3 separate regions of the Sus scrofa genome follow, and all the other regions are linked to region 1. Evidence: chromatin contacts called from public HiChIP or PLAC-seq data. All regions are on one chromosome and are shown on one strand. Each heading gives the region's core, a stretch centred on a gene start, on an enhancer-like site or on the middle of the called end of the contact. The rest is flanking DNA. Distances are from core to core; before and after follow the strand shown. Region 1 overlaps LOC106505851 (a long non-coding RNA gene). Region 2 overlaps RUNX1 (runt related transcription factor 1). Region 3 has its middle 440 kb from the start of RUNX1.

Region 1 (3,283 bases), core at 377-2,876:
AAACTTCTTCATACTACTGTCTCTGCTTTCCCAACTCCTCTTTCCAGCCTGCCTTCCAGTAGTATGGATTCAAAGCACGCTAACTCCCATCTCCTCTCCCACTTGCTCTTAATGAGTAATATGCTCTTCTGCCAAGAAAAGATGACACTCCTTGTCATCCCTCCAGCTCCTGTGGTCAAAATTAATTAATTCAACCAATATTTATTAAGCATTACCATGAGTTAGACAGAGGGTAAGCAATGAAACTCCCTGCACCCACCACACCCATAGTCCTCTCTAAAAATACAGAAAGAACAATTATTCTCCTTTGAACTTAGAATATGTATTCTCAAAGGACCTTAGCTGAAAAAAACTGCTGAATTCATTTCAAACTATTCACTTTAAAATTGTTTAATCCATTAAAGTACCTACCAAGCTATACCATTTGATTGTCATTTATTTTACTGAAGTCTACTCAGTGAAAATATTTTATTCTCAGGAAAGAAAATTAATTCATTTTTTAATTCTGTTTTCAGCCTGGTCTGAAACTATCAGAATCAGCTTTGGGGTTCAGTCACAAAGAGGAACTTCATAATAGTGCATTCAAATAGCCAAATCAGATTTTTCTACCAAATAAGTGCAATGGAAGCAAGCTCTCATCTAAATGTGGAAACTATGATCTCATGCCAGAATTTTAGGGAAATGAACTTTATGTCTAGTGACCCTTAATATCAGGAATTATTATTCCTCATTTGTTAAATTTCTACCTGTAAAGAACAAATCTAAGATATCTGTCTTAATAGAGTTTTTAGAAAATAATTTGGAAAAAAACAAAAATAGAAATAGGTCTTGTGTAAAGATTGTGATATTTCAAGTGATCATGGTTTTTTTTCTCTAAATATGTCTTTATTATTCTTTCATATCATTTTTGTAGTTTTTATTGAAATACAGTTAATTTACAAGGTTGTGTTAGTTTCAAGTGTACAGCAAAATGATTCAGGTATATAGATAGATATAAATATATTAAAATAAATATATATGTTCTTTTTCAGGTTATTTTCCATTATAGGTAATCATGCCATATTTTATAATGCAAAAACACCCAAGAGCTTTAACATATTTTTATATATTTCCTCCTGTGTTAAGGAAAAAGTATAAGCTCACAAAATATGAACATGCCTGATTTCTCGTATGTTTTTTGGTTTGTTTTTATTGTTGCTCAGTTCAGTACATTTAAAACTATCATAATATTTTGTAGAAAAGTGTTTCTACATGAATGAACTCTTTCTGAAATCCCCTAAATCTTACATTGGCCAAAGCTAGATTTACTGGCATAAAGAGTCCTCAGCTTCCTGCTTCTGACCCATAATTTTATATGTGAAAGTCATCGTCAAAGCTTGCAAGGCAAGTTGTGTTGAGCATTTCCAGATACCAAACCTCCCCTCTGTGATTTCAAAAAGTCAACAGCTGCTCAGCCTGTTCTTCCCATCACTGTTCTTGATTGCGTTAGAAAAAAAAAAAAATCCATCTCTAAAAAAATTGTGAAAACTGAGAACAGAAAAGCAACCAGTGGCAACTGAGAGGCACTATGCTGTTATCATCCTCAGCTCATTTTCTTGGGCTTTTGCCCAATGGGACTGAATTCTCTTCACAGCAAGGGATGGTTTCAGCTGACCTGCTGTGAATGTCCCAAGTGAGTCACTGCCGTTAACTCCATCAACGCCATTTGCTGTCCACTTGGACATTTCTGAACAGCTGCTGGGCTCCAGTGCCAACTTCTAACTGGAAATATGGCTGGTCTGACTCAGTTTCAGAAGGGACAAGAGGGAAGGAGGGAGGAGGGGAGGGGGGAGAGAGAAAACACACATGCCTCCTCCTCTCAAAAAAGACTGACAACTCTGTTTTTTTCCATTGATTATGGTGGAAAAACTTTTTGAAGAAGTGAGAATACTAAACTCAGTTTGTCACATCTCCCTATTTTGTCTCATTATTTTATTCATGAAGTTGGGTTGGGATTTTATATTGAAGTTATGCGTTGATGTGGAAATTTGCAACCCATAACATGTCACCCCATTTCCACTTTTTTTTTAGCCATATTCATCTTATTTTCCAAACGCAAAAGTGAATATTTCCTTTACTCTAAAAATATTTTTCATAAAATTGAAAATCCATTTTGAATCAATCAACAACTTTTTTTGGAGCATTTGCTAGAACAGGCTTCTGGACTAGACATTAACGAGGATTCTGAGAAATATCAGACATGATCCTTGGATTCAAGAATTTGTAATAAAATGAAGAGAAAAGGCCTGTTGAAATAGATGGTCCAGGAACAATATGAGGGAGTTTGCGTAAAAGTGCCAGATGCCTGGTAGAGCTACCAGGGGCTGCAAGAACTCAGAGCAAGTCTCTGGGCTGGTGGTTTTAAATCTGGGATGATGGTAACTGATACTAACAACTGAAATTAAATTAACTTTATAAACATGGACTCTGTCATAGCTGGGCATGCAGCCTAAGTGTCTAAGTTAAAGGCTGAAATATGCTCACATGACCTCAGCATTTTATTTCAGGGGACGTCTTTGATTTATATGTGCATTGTTGTGTGTGCAAACACACATGAACATTTTTTAAAAACTCTTATATTACCAGAGACACTGAGGAAGTGACAGAATACTTGTTCTCTTGTGGACATTTATCTACTATTTTGTGGGAAGTGAACAAACATCAGTCAGGTCTCCGGGACTTACTAAGAGTTATAAAATTGATTAATAGGGTTAAAAGGGTGCTTTCATTTTTTTTTTTTAGCATTTTGATAACTTTATTTTTTTATTTAATGATTTTTATTTTTTTTCCATTATACCTGGTTTACAGGGTTTTTTAAATTTTCTTCTGTCCAGCAAGGTGACCCAGTCACATATACACATATACATTCCTTTTTCTCACATTATCATGCTCCATCATAAGTGACTAGCCATTCCTTTTTCTCACATTATCGTGTGCCATCATAAGTGACTAGCTATAGTTCCCAGTGCTATACAGCAGGATCTCATTGCTTATCCACTCCAATAATTTACATATATTAACTCCAAATTCCCAGTCCATCCCATTCCCTTGGCAACCAGAAGTCTGTTCCCCATGTCCATGATTTTCTTTTCTGTGGAAAAGTTCATTTGTGCCATATATTAGATTCCAGGTATAAGTGACATCATATGGTATTTGTCTTTCTCTTTCTGACTTACTTCACTCAGGATGAGAGTCTCTAGTTCCATCCATGTTGCTGCAAATGGCATTATTTTGTTCTTTTTTA
Region 2 (3,283 bases), core at 514-3,013, 260 kb before region 1:
TGCAGCGTATCTGGCCTTGAGTCCAAGGAGCCCCCCGCCAACATCAAAGGAAGCTTTCGGAGATGGTGTGTGGAGCACCAGATAGCCCCGGGAAGGGGGGTGCCTGGCCTCTGCCAAGAGGAATTGCTAAAATTAGACAGTGAGGTAGTCTTGGGGCTGGAAGGGATCTTGCTAATCGTCTGCTTCCATCACTGATAGAACCCGTCAGACCTTCCAGACCTTCAAAGAGAAGGGCTTATGCAACCAGCAGGAATGCCTCTCTGGTTGGAGCTCCTTCTATCTTAAACTCTCCATGCTGCTACTCCCATCAATTTCCTCTTGTTTGGGGCTCAGTGCAGATTGGTGTGGGGGCAGCCAGGCCTTGTGTTTTGATCCTGCCTTTCTAAGATAGTTTTTGGTAATCTGAGGCCATCACCTATCTGGTCCTTGCCCTTTGTCTGGGATGCTGGCCTGTGGTCCTCATTTTGGCCTTCTTTGTATATTTGGGATGCACATGAAAAGGGGGTTTGCAAGGACAGCTGGAAAGGTCAGGGCCAGCCTCACACTATGGCCCAGCAGTGAGTGAGTGATCATCTGCCCAGCAGCATCTTTCTCTCCATCTTATCTTCCTCTCCACCTGCCTTGTCTTGCCCTGGTGACATTACCTGAACATCTGCCACTCAAGATTTATGCTTTGGTGTCAGCGGTGCCCCTCCTTCTATATTCCTCTTTGAAATTTTGAGTCCATCAGGAAAGGGTTAAGTGCCTTAAAATTAATATCTTTGCTGCCCTGATTTCCTCTCTAGAAAATATTTAGGGAAGCAAGACGGGCTGGGAGAGGGGATGGTGGGGGGGAGAAGAAAGGAGCTTAGGAAAAGGGGCCCTGAGCAGAGGCCACCGAGATCAGCTTCATTTCCCGAGGTCCTTCCTAGGCAGGACCACACAATGTCCAGAGACCACTGTGTGACTTGCAGAGATAACCGCAGTGGTTCCTGGCAACGCCCCTCTCCCTCCACCATCTGTCTTCCTCCCCAGAGGATCTTTCTTCGGGTTTGGGCACCATGAACCTCAACTTTGCAGAGCAGGGAAGGAGCCAGCTCCTCATCAATCCAACACGCATCTCATCAACTTCTTGCTTCTCAAGACCAAAACAAACCACAAGCCCTCTTATCCCACTAAATGTCCACCCATGAAGCATAATCAGGGAATCTCTGTTCCAAAATAAAGCCCTTCCCTTTAAAGGATCCAGCCCTTACTGCTCTGCCCTACAAATAGGATGTTTTATAGACCTGACCGGAGGCAGGGACATGGCAGTAAGGAGGTCTAGGGTAAGGTGGAATTGGTGACTTGCAGTGACTATCCAGCACTGGGGGGTTTGACTTCAGGCCTCTGGGTGAGCAGGGCATAAACAGCTGGGCAGATCAGCCCTTAATATCCTGCCAGCTGGACCCAGAGACTGAGCTTGGAGGCTGGAGGCCTCAGGCTGCTCTTGGCGCCGGTTCCAGAAACGACTCTGGTGGCAATGTGGGGCCGTGGCTCCAGGCCTGCCCCAGAATAGCACACTGTCAGCACATGTTAACAGGCGGTCTTTTCTCCAAAGATCACAAAATGCATTCCATTTAGTGTCTGCTTTGCAAGTGTTACTATCTGTGTTTTATGGGCAACAAAACCAAGATACAGCAAGGCCTTTGAGCTCTGCCATGTGAGTGTGAGTGGTGAGGGGTATAACCTGGAGAGACCTGAGCTTCCTGAGTCTTGAGCAGTTGCAAAACAGCTTCCCCGCAACCTTTCCAAACTCCTTCCAGAATAGTCTTTCTGGCTGGCAGATCTCAGGGGCTGGTGAGAGTTAAAAGGAACACGTGTGTTTCAAACTCCCTGGAAGAGAGAGTCGTATTAAAAACACACAGGCCAGCGAGTGTTTGCCATGTGGGGACCAAGATGAAAGGGGTCGGCTGCTTCAGTACTGGGTTGTGTGACCACACGTGGTTAGGCCCTCACCCCATAGGAAGCACGTGGAAATGAGTAGATGACCTAGCTCCTTCCTCTCTCTCCTGGGTCTTCTCTTCCATGAAGCAAAAAACCATGAAGATCCTGATGAAAATGTCTCCTTTAAAAAATGTGACCTTCCTGTAAGACTAGGTTTGTCTCAGGAATTCAACACTAATATCCTTCAACAGAAAGAGGAAGCTGGTAGCCTAACACTAAGTGACATTTTCCACCTTGTTCTATTCTAGTTCAGTGTCTTCATCTTCATTGGGTGAAATGGGATAAGCTTCTCCCCAAAGCTGTTGGAGCCATACTTACACTTGACTCTTACACAAATGATTCTTTAACTGAAATCCAAATGAAAGCAAATGATCTACAGAGTTAGGTCTTAATGTCTAAGACACTGAAACATCTCAAAATACTAGGTTGAAAGGCATCTAAGTGATCTTTACCTCAGGGTAGAGCCACACTCCATCCAAAAAAAGGAAACTCAAGACTACTGACCTTTTCAAATCTGCAGGGAAGATGATCCCATGATTTTCACTGGAAACTAGTGTCTAACAATCAAACAGCAAACATTTACCATATACCTACTGTGTGGAAGGTTCCGTGGGGAACAAAGATAGTTATTTCATGAGTGTTGCCAGGGTCACGTGGTTCTTGCTCTCTGCACTGGTATAATTAGCAATAACTACTCAGTATTTTCAAATTCTTTGTTATCTCCTAAACTTTTGATCTTTTCCTTCAAATTTATATTGATGTAGAGATATATATAGACACAAGATATAGATCTCTCTCTCCCATGTTCCTCTTTGCTTCTACAACAACTGCAGTTTCCAGGTTGCTTACGCTAAAGAACATTTGATTCTCTCACGCCTCTTTTCTTTTGCTCATGCCCTCCATCCAACATGTTATCCAAGAATGTTGTTTTTAATCTTTAAAACCATGACTTCACTGTTCCCATGAGTGAACTTCATTTCTTGCCTCCATTTGCAATATTCACCTATTTAACTCTTTTTAAGGTTTAAAAATTTTTTTGGAGACATAATGCATGTAAAATTCACCTAATTAAAATAGAAAATTCATTTTTTTGGTATATTACATTACTTTTTTGAGCTGCAAAAAATACGTAAAATGGAATTTCTCATTTTAACTATTTTTTTTCTTTTAGGGGCTGCACCTGCAGCATATGGAAGTTCCTAGGCTAGGGGTCAAATTGGAGCTGCAGCAACCAACCTATGCCACAGCCACAGCAATGCCAGATTGAACCTGCATCCTTGTGGATACTAATTGGGTTCCTAACCTGCTGAGCCACAAT
Region 3 (3,283 bases), core at 466-2,965, 240 kb after region 1:
GTGATCCAGCATTGCCATGAGCTGTGGTTTAGGTCACAGATGTGGCTCGGATCCTGCCTTGCTGTGGCTGTGGTGTAGGCTGGCATTTGTAGTTCCAATTCGACTCCTAGCCTGGGACCCTCCATAGGCCGTGGGTGTGGCCCTAAAAAGCAGAAAAAAAGAAAAAGAAAGAAAATAGAAAAGTTATTCAAAACCAATGATCCAGCCATATTTTGCATCTTAGGTGCAATAAGGATCACCTGAGCACAAGATGACTCTGATAAAACCTCTCAGCCTGAGTTCCCCCCAAATCCATATTCTTTCAGGGACTGAATCCTGCTGTTTCCCCCAAACTGGAATATTGTTTTCCTCAAATTCCTGGACTCCTTGAATTCATCCACTTCCAGTTCAGATCTGAGGTCCTCTGCCACTCGCAACATGGTCCTCACAGTCTGGGAATGTGCTGCCCTCCCTGCTTACAACTCAGGATAAAACCGAAAATTTTCCCATGTCCTCTAGGCTCCCATATGCTCAACATCCAACTTACTGTCCCAGATCCACGTAGAGTCTCTCACCTTCACTCGCTCTAAGCTCCAGCCTCGTGATTTCATGATCTTGCCTCACACACCCTGCCATCCCACGAGTACAGGTCTCAGCTTAAATGGCACCTCCTCCAAGAAGCCTTCCTGGCCCAGAGCCCCTTGCTCACATTCCACCTGGCAAAAGACTATTTGTATTGACCACCTTTCACCTCTCAAAATGTTCTTTTTAAATTAATAGCTACTTTTAGAGCAGTTTCAGGTTCACAAAAAAATTGAGCAAAAAGTACAGATCGTTCCCATGGACTCCTTCCCACACCACGATATTCCCCTCTTATTCACGTCTTGTATTAGTGTGTGGTATGTTTGTTACAACTAAAAATATTACATTATTATTAACGAAAGTCCATAGGTTACACTTGTGTTGATTCTTTGGGCTGTATATTTTATGGGTTTTGACAGTTGTCTGGTGTTATATGCCCACCGTGACAGTATCATACAGAATTAGTTTCACTGCCTTAAAAACCCCTTGTGCTCCATTCACTCACCCTTCCCTCCCTCCCCTCAACCTCTGGCAACCACTGATATTTTGCTTGTCTTTTTTTCAACAGTTTGCCTTCTCAAGAATGTCATTGAGTTGGAATCATATAGTATTAGCCTTTTCAGAGGGGTTTCTTTCACTTAGCAATACATATGTAGGGTTCCTCCGTGTCTTTTTGTGGCTTATATTTCATTTATTTTTATTGCTGAATACTATTCCATTGTATGGATATAGCACTCTATTCATTCACTTGCTGAAGGACATGCTTTCAAGTTTTGGTAACTATGAATAGAGCTGCTATAAATATCTGTGTGAACATAGGTTTCTCAGCTCATTTGGGTAAACACCAAGGAACACCATTGCCAGATCACATGGTAAGACTCTGTTTCACTTTGCAAGAAACTACCAGACTGCAAAATGTTTTCTTGATTGCCATTATCATTTTACCTTCTTTTTTTGGAACAGTAATGTTTGAGAGTTAATCTAAACCATACTGGTCTTATTATAGTCACAAAACTAAAGCCTTGGGGAGGAAGGAGGGGCAGCAGATTGAGAAGGAAAGAAAGAAAGAAATTGCTTAGGAGAGCAAGACCCTTTTGCACAGCCTGCTTGGTAAGAAGGAGGATTTCCTGTTTTCTCTGCATTACAGACCACATGCTGCTGGTCTCATCATCACAGACAAACAGCAGCATCTGCCAGCCTGCTGGGCAGTCACAAGCACAGAGCTTCTGAGTTGCAGAAACACCTCTTGATAAATTCCACTCCTCCCGGGCCAGAGGTTTACATGACCTGTTGCAGCCCTTTTGGACACAACCTGAACACAAGCAAGGTGAATTTTTCCTCTGTATCTTGTTAACACACATAGAACAGGAGAGACTGAACCCATGACTGTTAATGATCACAGCAGAGAGTCAATGCCAAAGCATCACAGTCAGTGCCAAAACCCTGACATTCACCCAAAGCAGCCACTCCTGAAACTTCTTCACTGAACAGTCTTGGGCTCAACCTGGAAAAGCACATTTCATGAGTAAGGAGGGCAAGCTGCACCCAGATTGGGGGCCACTTGCCTTGTAATCTTAGGAACTTCACTGACTTCTCTGCCTCCCACGTCCACCATCAGCAACCAACCTTAAACTGGAATAACATCGAAAACCATGTGAGCCACTCAGACAAAACACAATTTATAATATTTTAATCACTACCGGGCTAGACAAGCCTCTCCCAACACAAACTTCCCACACTTCTTCCATTCCTTTTATTTCCCTCCCACGAATCCACAGAGTCCCTCCACGGAGGAGATATTGCAAAACCTCTGCAGCAAATGGGATGTAGCTTCCAGTCGTTTGCGTGTCTTCATGGGAACTGATACAAAAATGTGGTTTCATGTATCAGGAAAGCTTCTTCCAAGGCAGATGGGTGACACTGCCCATTTAAGATGTTAACTCAAGACCAGTACCTCTCTGCAGGGTATGTTGGCTCTAGAAACCTTGTACCTGGGTTAGGATCTGTAGGTGGTTTCTGCTGAAGAAAATGCATGTAAATTAAGAGACAAAACTCTGACTGGGCCTTTCAGGTTTGGTTGGTTGTTTTTTGTTTGTTTTTGTTTTGTTTTGTTTGTTGCCTCTTACAAAAGAGATGGCCTAATATTTCCCTTTAAGTTTATGATAAATTGAAAATTGTGTTTGTTTTTTTTTAGGTTATAAATGTCAAAAGAAGCCTATCCTTTGTATCAGGCAGAGTTAAAATATGCTTACCTTCTTTTTTTTTTTTTTAACCTGGAAAAATTCCCCTGAATTGAAAAATAAGCCTCCGCTCTTTGTGTAAGTCACAACAAGGCTTCTTTGGGGGCAAACCACTGTCTGCAGGTTTCCGATAGAATCTTTGCAGCAAACCCAGCAGCCACACACACAGCCGTGCCAAGATTCTCGCCAAGACGTCTTCCAAATTAGTAGTAGTAGTATCATTATTATTTTTGGTTATTCTTTTTGCCCAGAGCAAATACTGAAGTATAGAACCTTTAGAAATGCTCTGAATTTCATTACAAAGAAAATCACAAATATTGCTTCATAATCTCTTGCTTTCATTTAATCTCAGTCAGTGGGAGAGAGAAGTGCCATTACTTTGTCTAGCCATCCTCCTGACTCTGAGGGTTGGAAACCCAGGGCTGAGGGACCCACAAGACCCATAGGTGGAGTACACGGTACAGGCTTTCATCCCGCAGTCC

Evidence for each region. HiChIP or PLAC-seq counts read pairs in DNA pulled down with a chosen protein or histone mark.
Region 2: a contact with region 1 is called in an H3K27ac HiChIP or PLAC-seq map of skeletal muscle. The contact joins two enhancer-like sites. A contact is called at or near these places in 1 of 47 Hi-C or Micro-C datasets (skeletal muscle) and 2 of 2 datasets of contacts at active chromatin or transcription factors (alveolar macrophages and skeletal muscle).
Region 3: an H3K27ac HiChIP or PLAC-seq map of alveolar macrophages shows a contact between it and region 1. The contact joins two enhancer-like sites. A contact is called at or near these places in 1 of 47 Hi-C or Micro-C datasets (heart right ventricle) and 2 of 2 datasets of contacts at active chromatin or transcription factors (alveolar macrophages and skeletal muscle).

The regions. Positions count from the first base shown.
Region 1 is chr13:198,833,020-198,836,302 of Sscrofa11.1, forward strand. All of the region lies in intron 1 of LOC106505851 (a long non-coding RNA gene), which reads left to right. Among named protein-coding and RNA genes, the nearest start is that of RUNX1, 200 kb to the left of the region's middle. Within about 2 kb of position 1,627, at least 19 of the 83 cell types and tissues checked have an H3K27ac peak or open chromatin away from gene starts, as enhancers often do. A contact at or near this core is called in alveolar macrophages and skeletal muscle, where this site is marked.
Region 2 is chr13:198,576,903-198,580,185 of Sscrofa11.1, forward strand. The region is part of intron 1 of RUNX1 (runt related transcription factor 1); the gene reads right to left. Among named protein-coding and RNA genes, the nearest start is that of RUNX1, 57 kb to the right of the region's middle. Within about 2 kb of position 1,764, at least 6 of the 83 cell types and tissues checked have an H3K27ac peak or open chromatin away from gene starts, as enhancers often do. A contact at or near this core is called in skeletal muscle, where this site is marked.
Region 3 is chr13:199,073,541-199,076,823 of Sscrofa11.1, forward strand. No RefSeq gene overlaps it. Among named protein-coding and RNA genes, the nearest start is that of RUNX1, 440 kb to the left of the region's middle. Within about 2 kb of position 1,716, at least 20 of the 83 cell types and tissues checked have an H3K27ac peak or open chromatin away from gene starts, as enhancers often do. A contact at or near this core is called in alveolar macrophages and skeletal muscle, where this site is marked.